Regions from separate parts of the Zea mays genome. Here region 1 is linked to region 2. A link is a contact called in public Hi-C data. All regions are on one chromosome and are shown on one strand. Each heading gives the region's core, a stretch centred on a gene start, on an enhancer-like site or on the middle of the called end of the contact. The rest is flanking DNA. Distances are from core to core; before and after follow the strand shown.

Evidence for each region. Hi-C and Micro-C count contacts between places; a contact is called where the count stands out from the background.
Region 1: a Hi-C map of leaf shows a contact between it and region 2, with 8 times the contacts expected there. The contact joins the promoter of LOC103647487 here to the promoter of LOC542522 in region 2. A contact is called at or near these places in 11 of 25 Hi-C or Micro-C datasets (bundle sheath, ear, endosperm and 3 more) and 2 of 3 datasets of contacts at active chromatin or transcription factors (leaf and seedling).

The regions. Positions count from the first base shown.
Region 1 is chr2:191,554,698-191,559,256 of Zm-B73-REFERENCE-NAM-5.0, reverse strand. LOC103647487 reads right to left here and starts at 1,476. Exons shown (of 9, transcript XM_035965418.1): 1 at 1,075-1,476; 2 at 426-970; 3 at 1-299. The coding sequence starts at 1,086.
Region 2 is chr2:191,383,058-191,387,670 of Zm-B73-REFERENCE-NAM-5.0, reverse strand. LOC542522 (alpha-amylase) reads right to left here and starts at 2,187. Exons shown (of 3, transcript NM_001112069.2): 1 at 2,019-2,187; 2 at 957-1,895; 3 at 358-870. The coding sequence starts at 2,117. The coding sequence ends at 589.

The DNA.
Region 1 (4,559 bases), core at 227-2,726, 170 kb before region 2:
GGCCGGCGAAGAAGGGCTGGCCGTTGACCGCGACGTCGAACACCCTCCAGCTGAGCGCGCTCGGCCCCCGGTTGTCCTGGAAGTAGAGCGCCAGGTAGTAGCTCGCGGCCGGCAGCGGCGCCGGCGGCCACTGGAGCTCCAGGCTCTTGTCTCTGCTCGCCGTCAGGCCTCGCCGGAACACGGCCTCCGGAGGCTTGTTCCAGAACGCCTCCGTCGCCACGCTCGCCTGGCTCTCCACCACCGGGATGCCCCCGTCGCTGTACGGCTCCCAGTATCGGTTGAACCGATCGTCTGGATAGCTGGATCGCACACATTTCGCACGCACCATCGACATGGTCAGTCAGTTGGCCGTAATCTTCGTTCGTTCTAGGCGAGGCGAGACACCCGCCCGCCCGCCCGCCGGCCGGTTGTTTTAGCTTAATTACCCGATGATGGAGCCGTTGTGGCCGAAGCTGTGGCGCGCGACGGTGCTCAGCGCGTAGGCGGTGAAGTTGACGGCGCTGTACACGGACTCCTCGAGCGGCACCACCTCGAGCGCGGAGATGAAGGGGCTCCGGCCGGGCGCGGTGGCGGCGCTCCTGGCGAGGCAGACGCTGAGCTCCTTCCCCGCGGCCTCCACCACGGCCTCGTAGTACGTGGCGAGCCCGCGGGCGTAGCCCCCCGCCGTGTCCACCGCGCTCCACCGCGTGCCGTCGATGATCTGGTCGAACACCGGCGGCGCCCCGCCGCCGTCGAACCCGCCGTAGTAGTACGTCGTGCGGACCAGGTACCTGGCGTGCATCGCCGCCGGGACCGCGTAGCAGTACTTGGCGGCGGACGACGCGTCCGGCGGGAAGTACCTGAGCGAGGAGAGCATCGGCATGACGCCCGGGGAGTCCAGCTCCGCCACCTTGCCGGCGTGGATGAACGCCCCGTCGGCGACCCATGTCACGTTCCCCGCGACCTTGTCCGACGTCGCGCCGCAGCTTATCTGGTACCCTGCGCGCGAGCCGAGCGAGCCAACTCGGTCAGGGACCTACGCAGCAGGAGGGAACGAGAGAATAGCAGTGGCGGAAGTGATGATGGAAGGTTCACCGGGCAGGGCATCGGCGACGCCGACGAGCAAGACGAGGGCGCCGGCGAGGACGGAGAAGGGGATCATTGGTGCGGTGGCGATGGTTTCGATCCTCCAATAATGCAATGCCAGACACCACCCCACGACAAAAGACGTGGATTTGGACCGAGCGGATTGAATGGGGGACTATTACTATGGGAGGTGCAACGGCGACGAAATGGAAGCGAAGCGAAGCGAAGACTCGGACGGACAGCTGCTGTTGCCGGCGGCTCGCGACTTTTGTTTTGTTTTGGCAGTTTCGCTTTGTTTTGCCCGGGCGGCAGCAGCTAGTTCAGGAATTGATTTTGAAGCTCTGCAGTGGTTGGTGCACGCACACGTCCCTCATGACACGCCGGACCAGTTCCAAGTCTCGTACTGTTCGCGGTTCGTTAGGGGACAAATAATTGATTTCGAAAGTCTACAGCGGTTGGCTGCGGAAGAACGGAACTGCCTCCTAATAAATATTTTTTGACGAGGTATACGAGAACGAGATGCCGTTTGGGTTTGCTTGGAGGGATGGAAAGCATTTGGCGCGGGCAGGAGAGAGAGGAGGCCGGGTCATGCATGCGTGCAGCGGGCGCTCTCGAGCTCGAATGCTCGATCATGCTTGGATGCGTGCATTATTCGTTGCGTCTCGCCTTCCACGCGGACGTGGTGGGCGTTTGTTCCTTGCTTGCGCCAGACCAGCCCAACGCCAGCCCAGCTGAATCGGCGGTAGCGCCAGAATCAGTTCATGATTGCTTTTGATCGATCACCCTGACGGAACCCCGCGCCGGACGTGCTTGGACGAAAACAGAAACGGAAATTTTCGAATACTGGAAATCGTTTTCGAAATTTTATCGAAATTAAGGTCTAAACGGAAACGGAAACGGTTATCGAAAATATGGAAGCAGAATGAGTAGAAAAAATCGAAATCTGAATCGGAAACGGTTTGGTCTCTTCCGACCGTTTTCGAAAATTACCGATTTTATTTGTATTTTACCGTAGTTAATAAATTCGGTACTTTTTAGAAAAATATTAAATCTGAACTGATCTTTATAAATTCATCTTAGCTTAGAAAAATATGAAACTAATTTTATTATTTTCCGAAAATCAAGATCTATCTAATGGTATATAATTTAGAATCGTTTAAAATTTTTATAAATCTTATTTATATTTTCTTACATGTTATTACTGTTTATACATATATTTATAATTTGCACGAGAACTTAAGAAGGACCAAGAGGACACTAATTATATTGCCTATGCCAAGTAGTAAGAGTACAAATAGAATGTAAGTGCCGTATCATTATACACATCTTGATTCTACTTTATTTAAATACATAATAATGTTTTTATTATTGTATGACTTCTTACTTTATATATTTATTGTGACCTCCTACCTTATATATTATTACTAATTTTATATGAATGTATGACTTGCGTGAATTTTTGAAGTCAATTGAGGGTATATATTACAATTTTTACATATCAAATTTTAGATTTCGATCGTAACCGGCGTAATTTTCGTACGAAACTTTTGTTTCCGAATTATTGATGTCGTTTTTGTTTCCGGAGTTTCCGTTTTCGATCTCTTTCCTAGGAAAATATGAAAACGAAAATGGTTTTATTGTCTATCAATTGTTTCCGACCGTTTTCAACCAACCGTTTTCAAGCCATGAAGCCACCACACACACGTTGGCCGTCGTCGCAGTCCCGTTCCACGCCGCGCCAACTAGAACTTTTGGTGTACATTTTATAAGCGTTGTCATCAATGGTTGCGCTCGCTATTGAGCTGTACGTGGCGCCGGTATCAACGAGACTGGATATAGCGTTCCTTGATGTAACATGTGATCCTATTTTGTTGCCATCTTGGTACTTCTTGTTGGATCTTTTATGGGTTTGGCTCATTTATTGAATAAACTCTAAAATGTATAATAGTGGAGAATACCAATATTACCACATTGGAAGTCCAAGGGTCTTTTGCCTTGACTTATATGGTGGGATTTATTCCACTTAACTTGAGAAGTCAAGAAATGGACAGGGGGCGTGCCACACGCGCGCGCGCGCCGCCGCCGGCCGGGCCGGGCGGGGCGGGGCGTTTAGCACTCACTAACCGCGTACGTCAGACTCATGGCATGACTCGGCAAGAGCTGGCCGACTCTTGGCGTGACTCGGCGATCTTTCTCCTTCAACTTCCCTCTGCGAGAGGTTAAATAGAGGCGCACCCCTGTCACTCGGTACACGCGAGAAACACTTTCAGTCTCACAGTCCAGCCGCCCGAGTGAGGATATTTCCATCTCGTGACTCTGCGCGCACAGAGAAGCGAGAGGGCAGGTGCCTCCGAAGCCGGTGCCGTTTGAGACCTTGTACGGGGGATCGGCAATTAGGTTTTTGGGGAGCGTCTACGCGACTGCCCAAAACATCTTCAACATGACAAAGGAAGCTGGTCAAGGATCTGGATCATCAGAGCGCATAGGAGGGTATGATCAGTTTATTTACTTACTGTTTTGTGTTCTGGAGATTATATATGTTTCATATATTCATCTATGCTGTTTCATATTTACGAATGATTTTATCTTATCTGTTATGTCTTATTATAATATGATAGATCTATCTGTTTTAATTTTACAGTCATGCTATTTATGTTTCTATCTGTTTATTTTCATTTGTTCAGTCAGTATACATGTTTATCGTATTTATATGATTTATATAATTCACATGCTTTATGTTCTCTTGATTCATATTGGTATGGATCAATTTAAGATCACGATTTCTATGGTTAATTATTTATTATATGTCATCATCATAATGTTAATTTATGGAATTAAAATAATACGGAAAATGCCTATAATTCTAACAATCCAAAAACCTAATGTTAGGCATTTTTCTGTCAGAGGTTTTGCTGCTGTGCTAAAGCCTGATCCTTTTGATGGTAAAAACTTCTTGATATGGAAAGCTAAAATGGAATTGTGGCTAACTGCAATGTCTTGTTTTCATGCCGCTGAGGGCAAGCCTGCCAACTTACCTCCTGAGGATGAGGCTAAGTTTAAGGCTGAAGACAACCTCTTTCGAGGAGCAGTAATTAGCGCACTGGATACAAAATTCCAGAAAAGCTATATCATCCTTCCCACAGGGAAAGAGCTGTGGGATGCACTTGTCGGAAAGTTTGGAGTAACTGACGCTGGTAGCGAGCTGTATCTCATAGAGCAGCTGTATGACTACAAGATGGTTGAGAACCGATCTGTAGTGGAACAGGCTCATGAGTTTCAGGCACTAGCTAAGGAACTCGAACTTTTTCCTTGTCCTTTGCCTGACAAGTTTGTGGCTGGTGGTATAATCGCCAAGTTACCACCTTCTTGGAAGGACTTTGCTACCTCTCTCAAACATAAGAGACAAGAGTTCAATGTGGAAGAGCTCATTGGTACTCTTGATGTTGAGGAAAGGGCTAGAACAAAGGACAGTGGAAAAGGTGTTGAGACCTCTA
Region 2 (4,613 bases), core at 938-3,437:
AAAATTATATTGAACAGTTTGATATAAAAAAAGCTCCTAGAAATAAGAAGTTATCAAATATCCTCTTCAACTCATCATATATATTTATAGTCAAGGGAACTGGATCAAAGTAAACTAGACACATGAGTAATGTAAGAAATAATATATAGTTTCAAGTCAGAATACGATAAATGGCGAGATTTGGTTGATTAGAGATGGTTTAGAATTTTCACTCCAGAAATGTTTAGAAAGTGAAACTATTAGGAGAGAAATAAATTTGAGGTTGCCACTTGTTTTGTAAACTTGCTAAACTTACTGGTTTAGCAAGTTAATTATGGAAGGAGTTTCTCTAGCTTAACGTCAGCGGGAGTTCAGCTTAATAAGAACAGTCTTTATTTCCTCGTTTTAAGAGGTTACAAAAATCCCCATGCCAACATAATTAATAGTACATCCAAACATTATAATCTTCTTTCAATAATTAGCTGAAAGAAGCTCAGTACAATCGTATTCCGGTTATTTAGCCTCTCTTAAATTTCTTTTCCAGGTTCAAAATGGACCTGAAAAGAGAATTATCTGTAGGAGTTGGGCGGAATATGGGTCTAGTCTAGTCTAGTGGTGCCGCCCCGCTGGAACTCTCAGACCGTGCTTCTCCCAAACGCAGTAGTTGTTGCCATGGGCAACGGCGTGGAAGTCTGAGGGGATCAGGTTCCCGACGTCGTACCGTGACCCGATCTTCACGATGACCTTGTCGTCAATCTTGGCGACGTAGAGATCCCCGTCGGCGGCGAGGATGTTCAGCTCGCTCCCCGGGTGGATCCCGTTTCTTGACCTCACCGCAGACAGCGCGCTGATCTCCTGCTTCAGGTTCCAGTCGAAAACGTGGTCGTAGAACTGAATTACAGATGCAAGGACAAGAGTGTCAGTGTGTCGGCCAGGATTCTGGATTTGGTGATGGACCGACCCGGTTGGGGACTTACGATGCATGGAGTTCCTGGGTGCGTGAGGATATAGGCGTAGCCCTGCATGACCTTGTCGGAGGGGAATGGCCACGAGTTCTGCGTGGAGCCGGTGTCGTGGTTGTCGACGAACGTGACGGCCTTCTCCGGCAGCCAGCCGATCATCCCGGGCGCCTTGCCGTTGCCGTCCTTCATGCGCCACAGCTCGCCCTGGACGGCCGCCTGCAGCACGCCCTTGGTGGTGAAGTCGAACGCCGCGGCGGGGCCGCCCACCGCCTGCGCCCAGTTGACCAGCTCCTGCCTGTCGGCGTCCTGGTTGCTGGACGGCTCGCCGTTGCCGTCGTAGTGGAGGGAGCTCCATATCTCGGCGACGACGAAGGTGGGGGCGGTGCTGTCGACGTACACCTTGGCGACGGCGGCGGAGTAGCCCTTGGCGAAGTCGAGGCGCCAGCCGTCGAAGCCGAGGTCGGACTTGAGCCAGTTGAGCCAGTCCGAGAGCTCCTGCTGCACGCGCGGGTTGAGGTGGTCGATGTCGGGCGCGGCGGCGAAGTCGGCCCCCGTGTCGCGGTGCCCGCGCCCGTTGGAGTACTGCGTGTCGTCGCTGCAGATCATGTCGGGGCCCCAGTCGAGGCGGCTGTCGGGCGTGCCGCCCTCGAAGACGCAGTAGATGCCGCGGCCGTCCTTGTAGTCGGCGCAGCGGTGGTTGATCACGACGTCGGCGACGCACTGGACGCCCTTGGCGTGGAACGCCGCGGTGAGCGACTTGAGCTCCGCGTGGGTGCCGTACTTGGACGCGTCCAGGTCGTAGAGCCGGCCGGGCATGTACCCCTGCGGCGCCACCGAGTGCGACGGCGGCGGGAGCCAGACGTGCGTGGCCCCCGTCGCGGCGATGTCGTCCACCCGCCCCAGGAGGTAGTTGTACCACCCACCTTGCTTCTTCCACGACTCCCAGTTGAACCCCTGCACGCAGACACGCAGCATATATATATCAGCATCAAAATTAAATCCAGACTTGTGCTATCTAGCACGCCTGATTAATGTTGAGCGATCGGCCGGGAAGAGACGAGGACGCTGCGCAGGTACCTGGAAGAGGACCTGGGATTGGGCCAGCTGGGAGCCCAAGCAGAGCAGTACAAGCACTAGGAGGCTGCACCTGCACATGGCAGCCAAGTGCTTCGCCATCTCAGCTCAGTGCCTGTTTTTTTTTTCTTCTTCTGTGCTGGTGTGCCAAAAATGCAAGTGAGTCTTGTACTTTGGCTGTGTGTCGATCACCATGCCTGTGCAAGGGTATTTATATTGGATCCGGCGGTCGTTTGGCGCCGGCGGATCGTTGTAACGGACTAACGATGGATAAGCTCCGTTGCTTCTAACGAGAGCGACGACATATGGATGATGGCGGAAAGTGTAATGCTATCGTGGCACATTAAAGAGGGGGATAAAAAGGTACGTGGGGTCTGAGCCGTGTTGTGCATGGGGATGGGGTTGCCGGTACAGTGCAGACGTGCAGGGACCAGGGACTGGGAGTCATGGACGCGGCGAACAGATTTTCCGTTGGTGCACCTTCAAAGCTGATTTGGTAACAAAGAAAATAGAAGAGATCTATGTAGAGAAAATCCCTTGCTATTTAATCTTATTAAAAAAATGGTATGTGAGATATATTTGTCATCTCTTTTATGTATCTTCTTTCTGGCTGACAATTATGACCTGGGCCAGGGGTGGATGTGCGATCGGGGCTGTCCAGGCTGCAGCCCCGATCGTGGTCCATTAGAAACATTGATATATAGTAAATTTGACCCATAAAAATCTAAAAAGCTAGGTCAGATTCTCACATCACCTCTTCACACGCGCCCAGCCGCTGCTGGCCGCTCTTCATCCCTCCGCACTGCACGTCCGCGCTGCGCCCATGGCTCCTCCCGCACGCGTTGCGGCACATCGGCAGTGTAGCCTGCGCCCTCGGCTCCTCCTGTCCTCCCCCACACCGGCCGCTGTCCTCAGTCCCGCTCCCTCACTCCATCAGGGATCAGGACTCAATCAGGTGTCGCCTCCCCCACTGGCTGCTCGCCTGCTCGGTGCTTGTTGGCTGCTCCGTGAAGTGGAGTGTGGAGGCGTCATGTGTGAGCATGCTATACACCTCGTGAAGCCTCCTTGTCCCTGCTGATTGATGAAAAGTGAACCAATGAATCCGGTTGCACTGCTTCTGCTGCTAGTTTGCTATGTGCCTGGGGCTGCTAGAGCTACTGTGCTAAATAAGAAGGTGAGATTATTTGGTATTTTGGTTTAATCAATTATCTGCTAGGTTAGTAGGTTAGTTGATAAAATTAAATTTTATGTTTATAGGGATAGGATGGATATATTCCTTATCAAGAATCAGAACGATATGTATTGATTATTTATTATTATATTTGTAGAATTCGTGCCGACTTATTTAGGCTACATGCCTTTTGAGTATTTAAGTTTTATCTTGCTAATTGTGTTATATTAACATCAATTAGATTGTTTTTTAAAAGAATTTTATAGCTTTAGTTTCGTAGCCCCCTCATGATCTGTTTCTGGATCCGCCACTGACGTGGCCTATGCTATCTTCCTTGGTTGCGCTCGTCCTCTCTAACCTCGTCCGTCCTTCACATCGACGCGGCCTTGCCCGTCCTCCATGTTGCCCGTCTCAAAGACTTCATGTGGTTGTGCGACGTGTGACAACGTCTTGTCATCCATGGACTGATATCCCTGAGATGACAACGTGGGTTATTCATTTGTAGATCCCCAAGTCCCACCAATGCTGATGATGTCTTGGGAAGCTAAGCCACAGTCACGCGAGCCACCAACACTGTTTGCCACAAGAAGGGTTGCAAGAGCACCCATGATGTACGAAACGACTTCGAATGGTTGTTCAAAGACGTCAATCGTGAGAAGATAAGGTATGCCACCTATTGGCATTTCTGTAATGCTCAACTTACTGATGTATCAATTGTTGGTATCGACCATTTAAAAATACATCATAAAACATGTGCGTTGAAAGCTTGACATATTGCTAGATTCAATTTAACAGTGATGGATCTGTTCATTCGTGGATTACAATCCTGGTGTTGCTCATAACGAACTATGCCAACTAATTTGTAATGTAGATCTCCCTCTAGGTACTGATAGCAGTGTTGTATTTGAACATTATATAAGACATGTTCACCGCCGGGAGATGGTGTATCGCCAGATCATGGAATGGTGGGTGTCGCGACATCGGCAAATTTGTTTGGTCTCATTAACTAATATCAAGTCTCTAGTATCTCGTTTGTGATCTTATATATTTATCTTCTTATTAGATCGAAAAGTCTATCTTGAATCTTCACGTTGTAGTAGCGCCCAAAAACGCAACCAATAAACTTTCTTGAAGACAACTTGTAAGAAGGAAGCTATCGCTTTTTCTCAAAAATGACATCATTATGTGTGCACCAAATTAACCATAACATAGCTGCCACTCCTGCAAAAAAACTCTTTTCGTTCTCTACTTCCTATTCATGTCAACCAATTTATGGACAAATGGGTTGTGGATCTTAGTGGATTTACCCCCAATAGGAATCTGTGCTATTCTCCAAACAATCCTAGCATGCTGGCAGTCAAAGAAGATGTGTTTAGTTGTTTATCACAAAAACAACATATTTGATGTTCGATCCAATTTTTTTAGCT